Linked DNA regions of Mus musculus: region 1 is linked to region 2. The links are chromatin contacts, called in public HiChIP or PLAC-seq maps. All regions are on one chromosome and are shown on one strand. The core of a region is the stretch at or near the end of the contact, and the rest is flanking DNA. Distances in the headings are between cores, read along the strand shown. Region 1 has its middle 23 kb from the start of Gm26747. Region 2 overlaps Irf8 (interferon regulatory factor 8).

What was found. HiChIP or PLAC-seq counts read pairs in DNA pulled down with a chosen protein or histone mark.
Region 1: a contact with region 2 is called in an SMC1A HiChIP or PLAC-seq map of large pre-B cells, with 3 times the contacts expected there. The contact joins two enhancer-like sites.

What each region holds. Positions count from the first base shown.
Region 1 is chr8:121,437,716-121,445,036 of GRCm38.p6, forward strand. No RefSeq gene overlaps it. Among named protein-coding and RNA genes, the nearest start is that of Gm26747, 23 kb to the left of the region's middle. Within about 2 kb of position 3,001, at least 24 of the 459 cell types and tissues checked have an H3K27ac peak or open chromatin away from gene starts, as enhancers often do.
Region 2 is chr8:120,754,617-120,761,735 of GRCm38.p6, forward strand. It overlaps Irf8 (interferon regulatory factor 8), which reads left to right. Exons shown (of 9, transcript NM_008320.4): 9 at 383-2,078. The coding sequence ends at 559. Among named protein-coding and RNA genes, the nearest start is that of Gm39266, 12 kb to the right of the region's middle. Within about 2 kb of position 5,440, at least 35 of the 459 cell types and tissues checked have an H3K27ac peak or open chromatin away from gene starts, as enhancers often do.

The DNA of each region.
Region 1 (7,321 bases), core at 1,751-4,250, 680 kb after region 2:
CAGGGCCATGAAACCCAGCTGTGGAGTCGGTTAAGAAGGGGCAGGTAGCCATGGAAAACAGCCCCACCCGGCTCCCCTGTGAATCCCGACAGCTCAGGGTCCTCCGCCCACATCCTTGCACCCCAGGACCCTGGCACTGGGAAGGAGAAAGGAGAAAGGGCTTTGGGAAGAAGGTGGTAAGTGGGTTCTCCTGAGGACTCCAGAGTTCTCAAAACAAAATCGAGTCCTCTCTCTTTCTCTCTCTCTCTCTCTCTCTCTCTCTCTCTCTCTCTTTCTCTCTCTCTCAGACCTCAGCTCCTTTGGAAGCTGTGGGAAGCCCAAGGATCCTCCCTGGAATGTTGTGACATGCATAAAACTCATGGGGGTGTAGGAGAGATAGCACGGAAGAGCCATCAAAATGGCCGAAAGTGGGACAACAGACACACCCCTGTGGAACATGATCTCACAGCTTCCTGACCTCAGACACCCTGATCTCAGACTGTAGGTCGTCTCAAAAGACTGACACTTCTGTGCTGGGAGGAGAAAACAGCCATGACCAGCTGGTGACAAAGTGACAGGCTTTGTTAACAGCGCTGGCTCACTGGCTCACAGCCTGTGTCCATAATGGGAGGAACGGTTAGGTTCCAACTCAAGCTGAGGGAGGACAAAGAAGTGGCGTTCCCATCTGGCCTCACTGATTCCTGAGTTCCACCCACAGACACTGAAGTCAAGGCCACCAGGATCAGTCCTAGGGCCCCATTCCCTCTTCACACCTCATCTCGGAGCAGGTGAAGGGGATGTCCCAGCAGCAACCACGCCCTTGGGAACTTCCAGGGCTGTGCACAAAGCAAGGAATATTCCTATATGCTTGTTTCAGGGCTGGGGAGAGGCTCAGAAGGCAAACACACCTATGCACTTACTCTAGGTGTGTGGGCATATATGTGTGAGTGTGTGTATGCGTGTGCATGTGTGTGCCTTAGCCATGTGACATAGGAGACAGACAGGAGGATCATGAAGATTATTGGCCCCCAGCTGAGCTCAGGGCTCAGTGAGAGACTCTGTCTTAAAAGATTAAGGTGAAGAGTGAGAGAGTAGAGTGTCTGATGTCCTCCTCTGACTTGCACGTGTAAGTGTAAGAGTATATGCACATATACACACTTACACACAGACACATACCATACACACATACACAGTACACATACATGTACACCCACACATACATACATACACAGCACATGCATGCACATACATACACACTCACATACAGCACACACTCATAAACATATACACACTTACATGTGCACACACACACACATACATACATACACAGCACATGCATGCACATACATACACACTCATATACAGCACACACTCATAAACATATACACACTTACATGTGCACACACATATACATACACACTCACACATATACACTCACACACATACATACACATTCATGTACATGCACACATATATGCACACAGCACACTCTTACACACATACATACACACTCTTGCACGCACACACTCACACACATATACATTTTTAGTACACTCATGACAGAGGAAATGTTTCCTTGGGCCCTGAGGAAGAGCCTGAGCCGACATGCCACTGTCTGTCACTCAGGCTCCACCATGCCCCAGGGAGGCCAGAGTCTACAGCTTCCAAAAACAAGGCCTTTCCATGCCTGCTGGGGCCCAGCAGGAAGGTTGGGCTGAGTCTCCACACATGTGTTCCCCACAGCTTGCCAAGGGCTGGGCTCGGGTGTGCACAGGAGCCCCACAGGCCAGGTCAGGGTGTGTGTGTGAAGTGGCTCCCTCTGGCTGGCCCATGGATGTCCCCCATAGCCTTTGGGCCTCACCCTGCCCCCTACCAGTACGTGCTCACTCTGCCAGCACTTCTCAGGGTGTGACCTGGAAAACTGCAAAGTCATGAGCCCTGGTGCAAGCCAGAATGGACAAATGCCCCAGCGTGGTCACTGGCAGGTGACCAGGCATGGCGCAGACCATCCTGCATAAAGTGGAGATTAAACCATGCCCTGGTTTGCATCACCATTCCCAGCCACTTGACAGGGCAGTTGCTACATGGCAGTTAAGACTGACTCTATTCCTACCCCTGGGTCTGTCCATCAGCACAGGAGGAACGGGGTGCAGGGAGCTCAGCTCTGCTCTTCCCGGTGTGCACTGATCCCCAAAATAAGGTGCTGTTTAGGTGGAGTGACCACAGCAAAGTCAGCAGCCACCAGAGTGACATGAGGCTGGGAGATGACTTCTGGGTCTGCCCACACATGTTCTAAATCAACACCTTCCAGAAGCCCACTGCCCCTGCAATCTAACCGACTCCCATCATCAAGGCAGCTGGCTGGCTGCTCCCTGAACTCCTTTTGCTGAAGAGGCTGGAAGGACCATATGCCCCCGACTGCCTGGTGGAGAGGAAGGAGAGGGGGCTGGAAACAAACCAGTCTGACCCATGAAAGACTTGCCGAAGGTTCTCCAGTGGAGGGTGGATCTTTCAGGAGAGGAGCCACAGGCTCAGCCTTCTCAGACACACTGTCTTACGACCAGACCCCAGTGATGGCCACTGGCTCAACCTGCAATTTAGGCTCAGACCAGAGATGAGAGTGGCTCCAGCTGAGGGACATACTTCAGGGCAGTCTCAGTAATGAGAGGACAGGAAGTCAACGTGCAACCATGTCACCGTGAGAGCTCTTGTGTTTGGAAATCCCCCTTGGGCATTAAGAGTCTGCAGCTCCTTGGGGAAAACTGAGGCACTGGACCTGGAGGGCGGAGCTCAGTTTCTGAGCCCTGCAGTGGAAGGCCCCATGGAAGCTGGATGAAGCAGACCAAGGGGATCGCACCTCACACAGCCCTTGTGTCTGTGGGCAGCTCAGTCTGGAGCAAAAGGCCCAAGCTGCCTCGCCACATCCCTTGGGAACTGAGGTTCCTAGAAGTTAGTTGCCAGTGTCCCCTGGGTAGCTTTGGGCTCCACCCAGAATTTTGTTCCAGAAGTCTGTGGTAAGCAGGAGCTAACGGTCCGTGTCGTCTTGGTGGTCCCGTGTGGCTGGGTCTTGCTCTGTGTGCTCAACAGCAGGGCAACCAGGCAAACTATTTCTCACAGATTCTATCCTACCCAAGGAACTATTCTGAGAAAGAGCTTCTTTTATCTTCACGAAAGCCCTGTGAAGAGCAACCAGAGGCAGGCCCGTGATGCTGAGAAGCCACAAACACAGCTTTGGTGACTGAAGGCCATACCTATTGTATTCCCCTTCTGGACAGTGTCCAGGACGGGCAAGCCCATGGAGTCTGGGAGATCACATTTGCCTCAGATGGGAAGGAGAGATGGGTGAGAACTCCTTAGTTCAAGCTTCGCTGAAACACTCTAGGGTTGTGAAGGCTTCGCAACTTTGAGTGAAGAGAACCCGGAACCCCACATGTCAAGGGAATATATATATATTCCCTTGTGTGTGTGTGTGCATATATATGTATGTAAGTATATGTGTGTGAGTATATGTGTGTGAGTATGTATGTATATGTCTCAAGGGAATATATATATATATATATATGTGTGTGTGTGTGAATACACATATTTTTTTTTTTTTAGAAAAAGGTAAACACGGGACTGAAACAATGGCTTAGCAGTTAAGAGCACTGGCTGCTCTTCTAGAGGACCTGGATTCAATCCCCAGCAGCCACACGGCAGCTCACAACCGGCTATAACTCCAATTCTAGGAAATTCCACTCCCTCTTCAGGCCTCTCTGGGCACCAGGCATGCGCATGATACACAGACATTCATGCAAGCAAAACATCTATACATATACAATGACAAAATGGGGGGGGGGGGGCAGAGACTGCAACATCACCATTTCCTAGCTGTGTGACTAACCTCTGTACCTTAGGTTGGTTTTCACAGTAAGAAGATGGTCATAGCCCATCGTCTTACTAACCTTGTGTCATTAAGACCCATCAGGCACTGGGGTATGGAATCAGCAAGGAGTCCTCAGTCCCTAGACAACCAGGCTTCTTTCCACGCCAGGCAATGCAGTGGTCAGCTTGAAGCTGGGCTGGGGAGATGGAACCCTTTGAGGGCTCCGGTTACACTTTGACCAGCACAGCTTCCAAACACTCTTCTCCAAGGCAGGACAGAGCCTGGGGCTGTTTAACTCAAGACAGGTTTCCCAGGGTTCCTCTTGGGAACTCGCAAGTCAACCCAACTGCTTGTGATTGCAACAAAGAGAGACGCCACCCCAGCAGCTGTGAGGTGCCCTGACTTCCATTGATGCGCCAACATGATCCTGCATTTCTATGCATGTAGCTACCGCTGTTGTTCTGTGTGGGGTCAGGCCAGGCTTCTGTCTTCTCCCAGAGTCTCTATTTCCCAGGCTTTTTTTTTTCTGGTGGGCATGTATTTTTATGATCTTTTTAAAGAATGCTGCTTTCTGGATGGTGAAGCTCAAAGTCTGAAAAAAAAAAATCTATTTAGGGAAAAGTTACTTTAAAGGGAGACCAAATAGAAGCAAGAAAGAAGCCAGAGGAGCAGGCAGGGGCACGGGAAGAGCTGCAGGGGCGAGGGATAAATAAGAAGTGTGTGTGTGTGTGTGTGTGTGTGTGTGTGTGTGTGTGTGTGTGCTCGAGTGTGTATGTGTGTACGTGTGTGTGTGAGTGGGTTGTATATGCATGTGTACATGTGTGTGTATGTATGTGTGCATATGTGTGTGTGAGTGTATGTGTGTGAGTGTGTGTATGTGTGTGAGTATATGTGAGTGCATGTGTGTGTAAGTGTATATGTGAGTGTGTGTATGTGTGTATTGAGTGTGTGTATGTGAGTGTGTGTATATGTGTATGTGTGTATGTACGTGTGTATGTGAATGTGTGTGTGTATGTGTGTATGTGAGTGTGTGTATGTGTGAGTGCATGTGTGTGAAAGTGTATGTGAGTGTGTATATGTGTGTATGTGAGTGTATGTATGTGTGTGAGTATGTGTATGTGTGTATTAGTGTGTATATGTGTGTGTATTTGTGTGTGTATGTGTGTATGTGAGTGTGTGTATGTGTGAGTGCATGTGTGTGAAAGTGTATGTGAGTGTGTATATGTGTGTATGTGAGTGTATGTATGTGTGTGACTATGTGTATGTGTGTATTAGTGTGTATATGTGTGTGTATTAGTGTGAGTATGTGTATGTGTGTATTAGTGTGTATATGTGTGTGTATTTGTGTGTGTATGTGTGTATGTGAGTGTGTGTATGTGTGAGTGCATGTGTGTGAAAGTGTATGTGAGTGTGTATATGTGTGTATGTGAGTGTATGTATGTGTGTATTAGTGTGTATATGTGTGTGTATTAGTGTGTGTGTGTGTGTGTGTGTGTGAAGTAGCCACCAACAGCTTTCCCATGCTGGGACAGCATGACAGAGGTGAGAGGTGAGACCCAGAATTGAGCTGCTTCAAGGAGGAGAGGGGCAGTCCCATGCATGCCAGATGACTCAGGTCTTCAGGAGGACTGCCTTTGTTCCCACACTGCTGTGATCTGTGTAAGGCCCTGAAAGTTCTGGTCCCCTGAGTGGCGCCCTGTGACACAGACTTATGCTCGGGGTCAGAGTTGAAGGAGACTCAGCACCCATCCTATTACGATGGCAGCTGGAAGCCTGGGAACACATTTCCCAGAATCCTCTGCCATCTGGAGCATTCTGGAGTAGACTCCATCGGTGAGAGTCATTCACGCAGAGAGAGGACTGGCCAATAGCATTGCCTCTCCAGCCCCAGGGAACAGACTCGTTGACTCCAGCAGGACCCACCTGCCCCAGAGCTCTAGGCTGGTGCTACCAGCGGCACAGTTCCCAAAGCTCCTGTCACATCAAACTCCTGAACTCCGGAAGCACTCCCAAGCCCCGCCCCCAGCACTCCCACAGTTTGGGAACAACCAATCCCCTGTGTTAAATCTCCTCTTCTGGGCCTGTGAGAACACTTCCCTTGGTGCCCTTAAAACAGATTTTTATGACAGATCAAACGCCTTCAGCTTCCAGGACAGTGCCACATTAACATCAAACTGCAGGTGACCATGATTCTCATCTGTCTAGCACCATCATCTCCAAGTTCCCCGAGGGCATAGTGGGCACAACTGGGACAAAGCCAGGCCTACCACTGCTCCTACCCCAGGACTCTTTCCGATACCTGTCCCACTACTCAGGGTAACGGCTGTAGGCCAATGTCCCCTGGTCTCAGCCTTCTCTCAAGAAGACACCCCTCAGCCGGGTGGTGGTGGCGCACGCCTTTAATCCCAGCACTTGGGAGGTAGAGGCAGGCAGATTTCTGAGTTCGAGGCCAGCCTGGTCTACAAAGTGATTTCCAGGACAGCCAGGGCTACACAGAGAAACCCTGTCTCAAAAAAAAAAAAAAAAAAAAAAGACACTCCTCCCCCCCCAAAAAAAAACATCTTGGCTCTCCCTCAGGGCAGAGCCTCAGCAGTGGGTCCCAAGGGCCTGAACAAAGACTGCTCACCCTTGGTTGGTTTAACGGGGGTCTTCTTTGCACCCTAGAGATGTAAAGAAATGTATGTCGGCCATGTGTGGAGCCCAGCTCCTGCTGGCTTGAGATGAGTCCAGGGGCAGATGCTATTGCACAGGGAAGTACTTGCTGTTGCTGGAAGCTTGGTAGTGACTGAGCTGGAGAGATACTTAGCCTCTGACTATTGTTCCCAACAGACTGCTTCCTAGATCCCTGAAATCTCTGCCCTCACAATCTCTAGAGGCTGAGACACACACATACACACAGACACACACACACAGAGACACAGACACACAGACACACACACACACAGACACATACACACACAGACACACACACACACAGACACACACACACACAGAGACACACAGACACACACACACACAGACACACACACACACAGACACACACACACACACAGACACACACACACACACAGACACACACACACACATCCAGACCTGGAGATTCCTGGAGCACTTTGGTGCCTCCCATTGCTGCCAGGGCACCAGAACCTTGCTTTGGAGCCAAGTGAGGGGCAGTGGGGAGCCTGCTTGGCCTCCTCTGCCAGGCCACTTCCACCTGTTCCTCTACAGGCAGGAAGGGACAGACTCAAAAAAGTCATTTGTGGCGCAGGGTTGTTATTTTGTATGTGGTGGAATATATGTATATGTTTATTTTGGGTGCATCTAAGCTTTGAAACCTTAATGTCTAAATTGCCAGGATTACATAAATTCCCTCTCAAAATCGCCGTCATGGTTTGGATCTGTCTATTCGCTGTGTAAGACAAAGCCACCAACTGCTCCCTGATTGATGCCTCTCTTCTTGGGCCGTGCTGACGGATG
Region 2 (7,119 bases), core at 4,190-6,689:
CTGTGATGGCTTCCCACGTTGGGACTCTCTTCATTTGTGTTTCCTTCTTCCCCTCTCTGCTTGCTCCTACTTTCCCTCCCTCTGTTCTCCTGTTCCTCCCTCTTCAGGAAATTTCTGCTTGTCCAGTGGCCCTAAGATCTAAGTGACAGATCACGGTCTATTTGACTATGGTCTGAACGGTGGCACTCTTGTAGATGTAATGGTGACAGTCTGAGGAGCAGCCAGCCTGGTTGGAGCAGTTCTGGGAGAACACTCTTAGCCATGTGCAGGAACGCTGCCCACCTGGCTCCATCTTGTCTCGGAGGGGATTGGAGGACCTGTGGTGGAGGATGGCCCCAGTTCCCCTCCACCTTGATTCTGACTTTGCACATGGCCCTTGCAGGTAGAGCAGCTGTATGCCAGGCAGCTGGTGGAGGAAGCGGGCAAGAGCTGCGGTGCTGGCTCCCTGATGCCAGCCCTGGAGGAGCCCCAGCCGGACCAGGCTTTCCGCATGTTTCCGGATATCTGTACCTCACACCAGAGACCCTTTTTTAGAGAAAATCAACAGATCACCGTCTAAGCCTCAGTCCGGGCACCCCACCTCGCCTGAGCTCAAGCTTCAAGAGTCTGTGACTAAGAGAATTCCGAAAGGATGTGGAGCCCTCTGACTGGGGTGGGCGGGTGTCCTCCAAGGGGCCTCCGGAAGCCCACAGAGGGATGCGCTCCTGCTCAGGCAGGTGTCAGAAGCTTGCAGGGGCTGTGGCCGCAACCTGTGATTAAAGCATTCCTTTCCTGCGTTTCCCCCTTCACCACTAATGGCTGGCCTTTCTGTGTGCTGAGGTCTTTCGACAGTTCAAATCATCTGGTGGCAGCAGACTCGCCTTTGCCCTTCTGCGGCCGAGGGCGGAGATTTATGACTTTCTCTGCTTGGTTGGAGAAGAAGAATCTTTACTATTCAGCTTCTTTTCTTTTTGGCCAGAACTCTGAAAAAAAAAAAAACTCTTTTTAAGACAATATTTGTATTCTCACAGGCTCAGCTGTCAATCACTTGAGACCTTCCCTGTAAAGTGGGGCAGATTTTAAATATGGGTGTAGATACTGCTTGCAGCCTTCGCAGGAATTTTGGTTGTGGTTCATTGATTCACACAGACTCTGTGTCAGCTGACAGGGCTGTGTGGGGCATCAAAGGAGGACCAGGCACTGTGGAGAAGACCCATTCACTGGCATCTCACCCTTCCTTGTCCAGCTCCATACCCAGTCCTAAGACCCAGTGAAAAGCCACGTCCAAACTGTGCTCTGGGCTCATCAGTGCCCACCCACGTACCAGGGAAAGGCACACACCCTACCCAGTGGGCACAGAGCGGAATGTCCCCCTACCGCACCATTTGCGCCCCCAATCTGGCTGTCCAACCTAGTTTGTAAGTAATCTAAATCAGTGACTATAGCCCCGCCTAAGGGACACTTCCCGGAGGAGGGAGCCGCTGAAAAGGAGTTAGTTTGAGGGTCAGTACACAACAGGGGCAGAAAGCCAAGCAGATGTGGGGGCAGGGAGAGTCATCATCTGCTTTTGTCTGAGAGAAGGAGAGCTTCTCCGTTTGTTCAACTTTGTAACAAGCTGGGTTACATGCTCCACGCAGCTAGAGAAGCCTAGGTGCTCTGCATTCCCTGGGGAACTGCAGGAAAGCCTTACCTGCTGACTGTTGCTCTGGGGAAAAGCCTGAGGGTCCAGAGCAGCTACAAGCTACAGGCCATACCTTACAACCTGAAAAGCTAAGGACCACGGTGACCTTCCCGGCTACTGTGTGAAGGTGCTGGGTGGGGCCTGCTCAACAGACAGGGTCGACAGAGTGTGTGATACATGCAAACAGAATCCTTGGAGTGTGTGATACATGCAAACAGAATCCTGGGCCCCTGCTTCTCCCCCTCAGTCAAAGCAGGAGTGTCCCTTCCGAAGCCAGGACAACCTGTTCACAAGGCCCCTTGTCACATGTCACCTTCCACCTGCCTCAAGGAGTGCTAGTGTCCAAATATTTATTTTTGTATTCTCTTAAGAAGTATTGATTTCATCCTTTATTAAAAAAAGTTGCTCTTTCACAAAAGTAATGTTTGTTTCTTTTTTTAAAAAATCACTTTTGAATATAGTTTTCATTAGATTCCAGGATTTTTTTTTCTTTTTAAATTTTGATGTTAAAAAACGAGACCAGAGGTCTGGAGAGATGGCTCAGTGGTTAAGAGCACTGACTGCTCTTCCAGAGGTCCTGAGTTTAATTCCCAGCAACCACATGGTGGCTCACAACCATCTGTAATGGGATCTGATGCCCTCTTCTGGGATGTCTGAAGACAGCGACGGTGTACTTATCTACATAAAGTAAATTTATTTTTAAAAAGTCTTTAAAAAAAATGAGACCAGATCTGACTCTGCAGCCCAGGCTTTGAACTCATTGCAATCTTCCTGCCTCAGCCTCCTTAGCAAGGGGAGGAGAGGTGTGAGTCACTGTGAATCCTTAAAGGAATCTTTAAAATAAATCTTTAATTTACTTTTAAGAAATAATGGATTGAGATTTTCAAGGATTTAGGGATTTTTTTTTCTTCTCTTAAGACAATAGCAGAAAGCTCTGGAGAATAACAGACACAGGAGAGCACAGAGGGCGGGCAATCCACGCTGTTCTACCAGATGTAGATTAGGGTTTCAGTGAGCCCAGGCCTCGTGCAGCATGGGAGGGCATGGAGGAAGGAGACTATGCTGACAGCACCCTTCTGGAAGCTTCTAGAAGCATTAGTGGGACGGTCACCAGTCATAGCGCTGAGGTGTGATCTTCCATTCGTGCACACATACTTATGCCAGACACCGGCTCAGAATGACCCTCACTGGTGCTATAACCAGCCCAGGGGCCATTTCAGTAGCAACTGGGAACAAAGGCCCTCCCCACCCCCACACCGCAGGTGGGCACAGACTGCTAGTTCTGCTGTCTCTGAGGCAGTGTGCACTGTCTCTGCTCTCATGGGATCTCAGAGACAGGGCCAGTTAGTCCCAGCTTACCCATGTGGAAAGTGCGGGAGAGGGCCATGTTTGGCTTGAGTGAGGCCTCCCTTGTTCCGGGAGTGCAGTTAGAGCTTCTGCAAGATCCTTGGCCCAGAGGACAGCTGACTGCAGAGCAAAGTAAAGCAGCCATTTCTGCAGGGAGTCCCGTTGGCTTCAGAGGGCTCCAACGGGGGTCTTGTGTATAAACAGCTCCTCTCTGGATGTGCAAAGTGAATCCAGTCCTGTTTGTGTCTCTCAGAGTTCAACCTCTGGGCCAAGAGTGGATGCTGTCTCCCTGAAGTGCGGGAGGGAATTTGGCATCTCTGAAGGCTGGGGCCTCCTGGGACAGGACTTGGGTCCTCAAAGGAATGTGACTTTCTCTGGGTGGAGACTGTTTGGTCCTGAAGGAAAGGCCAGCTACCTAACCACCACTCTTGGGATCATATAAAACCCTTATTAGGTTAGTGTGTGTTAACATGACTCTGAGTGGCTACTTAGTTCCCTAATGTCTGCAAGGTCCACCTGAGCAGAACAAACTTTCTGCTTCCCTTCATACCAGTCACAGAAGACAAGGACCCTAGAGACATCGAGGGAAGAGCAGGGTGGGGTGAGGCAAGTGCCCTGGGGTGCCTGCTGTGTGAGGTATTGGCTGGGCCGGTGAAAGACAAGGGTTGATTGTGTGGCCAGAGGACAGGCTAGGGTTCCACTCATCATGCTTCTGTCTCCCATTTCCCTCACCATCGAGAGGGATTTGATACCACACACAAAGAGGCTTAACAGGCCCGAAGAGCACAGAGCAGAGCCTGCCGCTCAGAAAATACCCAAAATAACCGTATTTCTGTTTACCACTCATCTGTAATTAAGCCAGGAGTGATTAGAGAGCTGAACTATAAATATTAAATAGTCCTTGCTGACACGCTACAACGCCAATGGTTAAGTAAGTGTGTGTGTGTGTGTGTGTGTGTGTGTGTGTCAATCAACTATGTCAATAATGTAATTGTTAATAGGGTGTGGTGGTGCACTCCTGTAAGCCAAGCATTCCAGAAGCTGAGGCAGGAGGATGGTGAGTTCCAGACCATGCTGGGCTACACAGTGAAACACTGTCTCAAGAAACCAAGCTGCAACAATAGTGGAATTAGCACTCAATTGTTTGGAGTGATAAAGAAACGTATGACTGTGCAGAGTTATATGTTTTCCCTTTATTTATGGACACCGATTTAATTGAATATGATATTAATGTGGTCATTTCTGAGCCTTCCATTGTAAACAGTAATGAATTTATTAAACTTCTCTCATTAGGTTCCTTACACAGAGTCTGTGCTAGCCTAGTGGAAGGGCTGCCTTGCTGACTCCCCGATCCTGGCTTCCCTTCCGGACCAGAGCCTGGAGTTCTGTAGCTTTCTCTTTTACTATTATTATTTTGTTTGTTTGTTTCTGAGAAAGAATCTTAATCTATATTCCAGGCTGACCTCAAACTTGGTTTTGATGCTCACGGCAGGTGGTGGGACAGGCCAGTGAGGCGTTGCCTGTGATCCACCCACCGGGAGCCCTGTGATGGGAAGAAGGGATCAGTGGTTGGCTCAGGGCTTCGGAGAGACTTGAGATCCCCTCATGAAGGTGATCCCATGTTGCTTTAGGCAGTCCTACGGACTCGCACATCCTGCAGGAGGAGTCGCTGTGAGCATCCCTTAGAGGACATCAAAATAGTGTGCTTTTGGTTTAGCCTTTCCTATGCGGTGGGAGGGGAAGGGGCGGGAGAGGGAAGGAAGGGCAGAATCTGGGCTCTAGGATCCCTTGTGGTGAGGTTTGGGGAAGGGAATAGGCTTTCGTGGATGCTGCCCGGTGAGCAGGGTCCTCCTGTCCTGCCCCCCCATCCCGTTAGCATGTGCAAGTGGAGGACTGAGCTCTGAGTGACCCTGGCTTGGAGCTGTGTTGCAGATTGGGACTGAACTCAATATATGTTGGCATTATGGGTCATACCTTTGTGCTGAGGGCTATCCCTACTATCCCCTACTTTGTGCTGAGGGCTATCCCTACTATCCCCTACTTTGCTTTTGTCTGAAGTATATAGAAAAAAAACTTAAAAAATTGCCCAAACCCCAAAAGGGACATGGGAGGTATCCCCTTAGCAGGTCCTTAGCCAGCTTTGGGGGAGAAAAACCAGTGTCTCAGCCACCCTGGATCCCCTTTTCCTTCCTGTCCGTGGCTTCTGCAAGGGTCTCTCAGCCTCTAGTGCCATGAGCGGGGCATTGGTCAATGCAGGGTAGAGATCCCGAGGCCAGAATAAAGTGACTCTTGCCAAGGCCTCTGAGAACAAGTCAAACATCTGATGATGGGAGAGTCTTCTTGATTATCCATGCAAGCCAGTGTCACAGGGTTGAGTCAGAACTATGAAGAAGGGACACGTGGGTCAGAGCCAGAGAAGACACGTGACACGGCAGGACAGGATTTAGTTGGGCTGAGATGACTCTTGAAGCTGAGGACTGGCAGGGAAACACAGGAGGTTCTAGAAGGAACCACCACCCCAATCTGTAGTCCTGACCTTGGGGACTGTCAGGGAACGGGTGTGTGCTGTTTTTAAGTCACTGCTACAGCACTGTCCACAGCCATAGGACAGTGACACAGAATGTTGACCTTCAGAGGAGAAACCCAGGACTCCCGGGATGGGAGTTAGGGATCCTGGGTTGGATGGCGGGTCACATCATCCCCTTTTCTCCGGACTCAACTTCCTCCCAGCTGTCTCTCTTTCATCAGCATCCTGTCCTTCTCACATGGGAGCCACACTGCCCCCCAGTACTTGGGGACACTGGGGTGGAAACCCCAAGGTTGAAAATAGCCCTGTATTATTCTTGGTTAAGTTTCTGCTCTTTCCCCGAGGCAGCCGGCTGAGAAAGCCACTTCCTTCTGCCAGCCTGCCGTCCATACTGGCATCTGTCTTCTGTCCTGCTGGGCTTTCAGCCACCTGGGGCTGGCCCAGAGGTGGGCTTCTGTGGAAAGATTTTCCCTGTGTTCCTGCCCTGACTGTGGCAGAAGTTTTGGAGCAGAGCGGAGCGGAGAGGGAGGGGGCTGCTGCCTGCTTTGGTCTTCTTGTTCTAGGGTCTTTCTTATTGTCAAGTTTGAGGCCATGTTTCCTTTCTCAGGGTGTGAGCTCCGACCACGATGGTGTCACAGCCAAGAACTTGTTTCCACTCAAAACCACGGGCCGGGCCGGCAAAGACCTTTTTAAAGAAAATTCTTACCCCCCCCCCCCCCCCCCGTTTCTCAAGCTTGACCTTAAAGGACCGGTTGCCACTGAGAGATGTAAATGACGCCATAGGACACAGATCGCCTTAGGTGTGGGAGGAGAATGACACTTTTAAAGAGGGGCTTCCCGAAGGCAAAGCTTCAGATGATGGCTTGTCTCGCTCACCACAGAGCAGGCCAGAGATGTTTGTCCAGTGAAATGGATGTGGATGTGTAAGCGAGGAGCCGCTGGGTCTGATGGGACTTGAAGGTTCTAGAACATATGGTCACCCTCTCTGCTAAGTGTGACCCATGTGCTGATCCCTTGAAATCATTCTCCAGGTGGATTACAGTGCCTCGAGTGTCTTCTGGACTAGAAGACAACCCGGTGGGGACAGCGATCCATTCCAGCATGCTGGATTCTACCCACGATCCTGAGTGGCCCCAGTGATATCCAGGGCAGGTCCCCTCACCCATGAGTTGCATGCCTCAGCCACGTCCAGGGGCAGGTCACCTCAGTCATGATCAGGAAGACTCTGTGACAGGTGGTGGAACCCCCATCCCATCTCCCTCCACTTCAAGAACATCACTCTCACTATTCAGATAGAGAAATTAAGACCCAGAGGTGAGCTATAAATGGCAGAGCCGCTTGTAGTGGTCATGAGGTGGCCCAGTGCTTAGTGGAAGATGGGAGGTCAGCAGCCTGACAGGTTCCTTACCACAGAACCCTAACTGTGTCAGGCACTCTGTCTCCCTCTGTGTGTTTCAGGGGAGGGTCCCATTCTCACCCAGCTATGGGCCTTGACATCTCTGAGGCAATGGTTCTTCCAGAAGGGTCTGTGACTGGATAACATCCAGGGAATACAAGGGAAGGCTCCACTGGGCTTCTGGGAGGT